Regions from separate parts of the Mus musculus genome. Here region 2 is linked to region 1. The links are chromatin contacts, called in public capture Hi-C maps. All regions are on one chromosome and are shown on one strand. Each heading gives the region's core, a stretch centred on a gene start, on an enhancer-like site or on the middle of the called end of the contact. The rest is flanking DNA. Distances are from core to core; before and after follow the strand shown.

Region 1 (2,593 bases), core at 31-2,530:
CTGGTACTCAGTGAGGGCCCTATTCCCAGGCTGTTTGGAGAGCCTCTCAGGTCAGAGGAGATGGAGAGGCCACAGAGAGAGGCCAGTGAGGCAACAAGGCTCTTGGGACACTGTGGTCCACAAACCCTAAAACACTTACATAATCTGACCCTTTGCAGTAAAAGTTACCAACTCCCGAGTTTTACTGTAGATGAGGCAAATGAAATGGGACCTTAAAGCTGTGAGATCACAGTCATTGGCTGGGATCAGAAGAAGGAAGGAGGCACTGTCTGTGGTAGCAGAGGCTGGAGACAAAGAACATGCCTCTGAGCGGGGAAACTCTGAGGACTTCCTGTGAATGAAAAAATGGTCCAGCCAAGACTGACAACCGACCGTACTCAACAGGAAAGTCTTTCTCAGTCTCAGTCTCTCTCTCAATATCTTTCATTTCATGTAACAGGAATCCACGGGAGTGCCACCGTGAGAGTGCCCTACTTAAGGGCACTGGGCCTAGAGGCTGGTTTTCCAGGTTCCCCCGGGGCCTGCAGGCAGCTTTAGATTTTACTGGAGAGTAAGCACTGAGAGGAAGTCACTTTGAGTATACTGCTGTCATCCATGTCATTAGTGAGGGAAAAACTGGGACTGGAGGAGAGGTGGCTGAAGATTAGTTGATGAATTGTCCTTAGGTTTTCTTTACACCCACCTTAGTCATTTTTTGTGAACACCTCCTTCCCCCCGCGCGCGCGCTTAAAAGGTAGCAAACAGTCTGCATAGACCCAACCAAAGACCAATGTAGGGAGATAACTGTTGAGCATGGGCCAAGGCCAACAGACTCAGCAGGGAGTTCCTCATTTTCTCATGGGTAATATTCCCTTTTCAGGCTGGAGAAGTGAGGGTCAGAGACTGAAGCACTTAGGTTAAACATCCCAGCTCAAGATGTGTTTAAAGGATAACATGCTTAGATTTTCTAATGCCAATTTACAACACATCAGATTATGTCCCGCGACTGGTGTTATGAAGAACATGTCTATCCAAAGTCCTAAAATGTCATTAAGGGTTAAATGCATGCAAGCAGCGTTCACGTGCTTCCTTGGTTTGGGGCACAGAGAAAGGTAGAGTACGGCGGATGTTAGGACGGCGAGGCAGGCACCAGAAAGCCCTTATTTCTACTTTCTTCTGCTTATTTCGACCCCGACGCACGCCTAAATAGCAAGTAGCACAAAATGTATAGCCCTAATGTGCAGGGCTGTTCTTTTCCGTCGGTCGTCGATCGTGCCACAGTGGCGCAGTTCGCTGCGGATGGTGCAGGGTGACCCAACGCTCTGCGCATGCTCACACACATCTGATCCTTCCCAGGCCCACCCTTTCCTTCTTCCTGGTGGTCTGCAGCCCACCCTACCTTTTACTTCTAAATTCACCCTCCGCCTTTCCCAGTCCGTTTCTTTCTTTTTAATACCCCCACCCCCGCCTCCTCCCGACAAGTCAACCAAAAACGTCAAGGGAACGTGAGGACCAAGGGAAGGAGCGGAACACTGCAGGATGCGCGAATGAGTCAGCGAGCTGGGGAGGCAGATCCAAGCGACTCAGGGACCGCGGGGGCTGCCGGGCGCCGTGCCAATACGCACGTCCCTTCTGCCGGGCGGGGTCGGCCAGCGCCCACCGGATGGGGCTGAGAAAGTGCAGTTGTCAGGAATCCGAGGCATCTCTGTGGAGCAGCAGGTTACGCCAGAGTCTGCCTCGAGGGCGAGGGCGAATGCCCCACCTGCGCCCGGCAGTCTCCCCACCTGTCCATCTATTTTGCCGCAGGCCATTCGGCTTCGTCGTGCAGCACACCAGGTCGCTCACGTTTCCCACGCTGCCTGCTTCTTTTTATTTCAGTCAGCTTTACATATACTACGCGTGCAAAAGCGTTCACCCATTCCAGCTGTTCGGGTAGATGACTAATTTTTGATGCCTGCAGTCTCCTGTCTCCGTGCCACCCCACTGCAATCATCAGAGTGCAAATTTACTCTTAGAACATTCTCCTGCAGCATGCTCTCACTGAGGTTACCCGGTCATTGTTCGGTGGCATTCGAGCGACTGTAGGCTTTTGTAACGGACCCAGCAGGAGGAGATAATCTGGGAGAGACACCAGCTCCTCCCCTTAGCTATCAACCTATTCAAACAATGGACCAAAGAATTAAAATTTCCCCAGGACTCCCAAGCGTTTGAGGGTGGAGGTGGGGTGCAGATCCCCTGGTGAGGAGGGTTAAGGGACGGTGGTGGGGGTGGGGTGGGGGTTAGGACGGGGCACTTTGCCTACCGGGAAAGATTTCACAGGGATCTGACAACTTTATCATACCCTTATTTCCTGGCCTTTGTTTCATCACTTCTGTAAAATTTACACCTGTTACAGAAATGGCGGAGAAAAACTAGGCATCATTCTCTGTTTTGGACAAGTCGTACATAAATCCAATTTTCCTTCAATTTTGCTTCCTTATATCTTTTAAAATGTATCAGGAAGCTGGTCGGATTGACACAAACATTTAATCCCAGCACTCTGGAGAAGAGGCAGGAGGATCAGTGAGTTAGAGGTCAACTAGGTCTATGTGGTGAATTGCAGGATATCCAAAGC
Region 2 (2,593 bases), core at 67-2,566, 2.7 Mb after region 1:
AAGTCCATCCACACACACGCATAGGCACATACACACATACACATGACATACATTTACAAAAATAAAGCCAAAATATTTCAATTCACACAAGGGTCAATCAGAATAGGGTGTACTGTGACTTATGACCAAAGAATTCAGAGTAGCAGGTGGGGATGCTGAGAGTTATCATATGACTGTGATGTAGAGAGAAGAGAGAAAATGGGACCACAGAGGGAGAAAGATGGGGAGGTTGGGGAGGGGTATGGCTCTGTGGTAGATTTGCTTGGGGGAGATAGATTAGAGTTCCTGCTATATGCAACTAATAGGCTAGCTTTGTTGTTATGGGGAGCCCACCAGGGATGACCACTCAGACACAGCCTACAGAAGTCTTTGTTCCAGCCAGCTTGGATGGTTACACTCAAGTATTCAGGACCCAAGTGTAGTGTTAATTGTTTAGAGTAAGGGTTTTTTAAAGGCAAAAACCATGTCCAGGCATCTTACTCAGCAGCTGCAGGAGGAAGGTTTTGTGCAAGTGAGTAGTTTAACAGAAACTAAGATAAGCATTTAGTTGGAGGGGAGGTATTCCATAAACAGGGCATTTAACAGAAGCTAAGATAAGTTAGCTGGGGCACTTTGACCTCAAGTTCCTAGAAAAGAGTTAATTTTCCATGAGACTTTTTGTCAAAGAGATCAAATTCTAGCTAAACCTAAAATGGCCCCAGAAAGAATATAAGATGGAGGAAACTTTGCAGTGCTTTGCCCTGTCCTGTTGATAGGCACACCAGAATTATCATTGTTGTTTTTAATCTGCAGTTTTAGGAATTAGGTATCATGGTAAAGATGTTTAACAATAACAAAACAAAACAAAACAAACAAACAAAAAAATAAAACCTGACTTTCTATGAAGTTCAACGTCTTGCCTAAAGTCATATTGCTACTAAGAGGCATGGGTAGGAAACCCAAGACTTCTGATTTGAAATCCCATGTGTCAACTGTGATTTATCTGTCTCTGGTTTTGTGGGTGTGGACTTCCCTGAACTTCTAATATTTTCATCACTGCTAGAGTTCTGGCAAAGGGGCCAGAGCAGGGATGAGGAGAGGGACAAGGACCCTCTGCAGTCAGGTGTTTCTCTCTGTGAACTTTCCTCTTTAGAACAAAGGTCACAGCCCATCATACCCTCACCTCTGTTCATAGAACATATGCAGGAGATGCAGTGCTCCAGGTCAGGTGAGGCCAGGCCAGCTGGGAGAGATGAATGCAGAGCCCCGAATCCATGGTATCCTGGGGCTGTTTGTGTACTGTGTAATCTCTGTGTCTACAATCTCTTTTGAGAGAAGCTTCGCAGGCAACTGTCTCTAAAGCCTCCTTATTCCTACCCTGACCCACAGCTGGCTGCTTTTACAGGACTGGGTACTGGCCCAAAGACAATCTTATCACAGACTGACAGAACTGTGATTCAGGTTGGTGGCCACGGATGTGACCAGACAGGAGCGTAGCAGTCAGCTGGACCTCTTGGTAAAGGGAGAAAAAGGAGCAAAAAGCTAACCATCTCAAGGAGTTCTGGGATCCTGAATATGAAGTCTACGATTTGGCAGCTCCCAGAGTCAACCCCTAGCCACCAGGCCTTTATTTTGTGAATCCCTTGAAAAAGTCCCCTCTTGATGTAGCTTAGGGATGGAGCACTTGTCTGGCATTCATGAGGCCCTGTGTTTAATTACCAGCAACACGTACATGCACACAAAAGTGTCTGCTCACTTTAGACCTCAGCTGAGGGGTGTCTTAAGTAGTCTGCTGCTTGTAGCATCAAGCACTAGAGTACATTTTATATTTACGATTCTGTCTTTCTCTAAAACTGAGGACAGAACCCAGGGCCAGCTAGGCAAATGCCCACCATTGAGCTGTATGCCAAAGCACCCATGTTTACTTCTTCAACTGTTTACAAGAGGCCCAGAAGGGAGCATTCTGGAATGTCTCCTCCCTTCCCTTCTGGCAGGCTCTCTCCACAACGGCAACTATCTTCCCAGATTTTGGGGGCATCTTTCCATCTAAGCAGACATAATCCTATTTGCATTCTGTCCCGTTCTTCCCATCTTGCACACATATTCTCGTTGCTCTGTGGCATTTTTTTTTCCTTTGTAGTTGTGAAGGCTTAATTAACTTTTGCTCTCAGTGAGGGCAGAGACTTGTGATGCTCTCTTGGTGTGGCAAGACTGCTTTCCTCGTTCACATTCCGGGAGAGGGCGGGGGCAGCAGCTGAGGCCTGGAGCCTTGGGGAAGTTGTGCGTTTGTATTCATGCCTGCATGCACCTGTGCATCTCCAGGAGGGGCTGCCGGAGAGCTCGGCTGTGGATGCCTTTGTTAGTCAGCTCTCCATCATTGTGGAATAACACCTGGAATAATCGACGTAAGGAAACATTTATGTTGGCTCATGTTTTTGTAGGTTTCTTATATGGTCCTGCTGTTTGGGGTCTGTAGTGGTGCATTAGAGCAAGGGTGTTCACGTTGTAATAGTCAAAAAGCAAAGAGAGAGGAAGAAGATATTGGTTGTGCTCCCAATATCATCCTTAAGGGTCCATCCTGAAAGACCTAACTCCCTCCCACTGGGTTCTACCT

What was found. Capture Hi-C pulls out chosen DNA fragments and counts their contacts.
Region 2: a capture Hi-C map of embryonic stem cells shows a contact between it and region 1, with 4 times the contacts expected there. The contact joins two enhancer-like sites. A contact is called at or near these places in 4 of 115 datasets of contacts at active chromatin or transcription factors (embryonic stem cells and extraembryonic endoderm stem cells) and 1 of 9 other capture datasets (embryonic stem cells).

Annotation. Positions count from the first base shown.
Region 1 is chr6:122,763,226-122,765,818 of GRCm38.p6, forward strand. It overlaps a transcript of Slc2a3 not described here. Among named protein-coding and RNA genes, the nearest start is that of Slc2a3, 22 kb to the left of the region's middle. RefSeq lists an enhancer at 804-2,593. Within about 2 kb of position 1,281, at least 236 of the 459 cell types and tissues checked have an H3K27ac peak or open chromatin away from gene starts, as enhancers often do. A contact at or near this core is called in embryonic stem cells and extraembryonic endoderm stem cells, where this site is marked.
Region 2 is chr6:125,440,560-125,443,152 of GRCm38.p6, forward strand. All of the region lies in intron 4 of Gm32673 (a long non-coding RNA gene), which reads left to right. Among named protein-coding and RNA genes, the nearest start is that of Gm32673, 11 kb to the left of the region's middle. Within about 2 kb of position 1,317, at least 8 of the 459 cell types and tissues checked have an H3K27ac peak or open chromatin away from gene starts, as enhancers often do. A contact at or near this core is called in embryonic stem cells and extraembryonic endoderm stem cells, where this site is marked.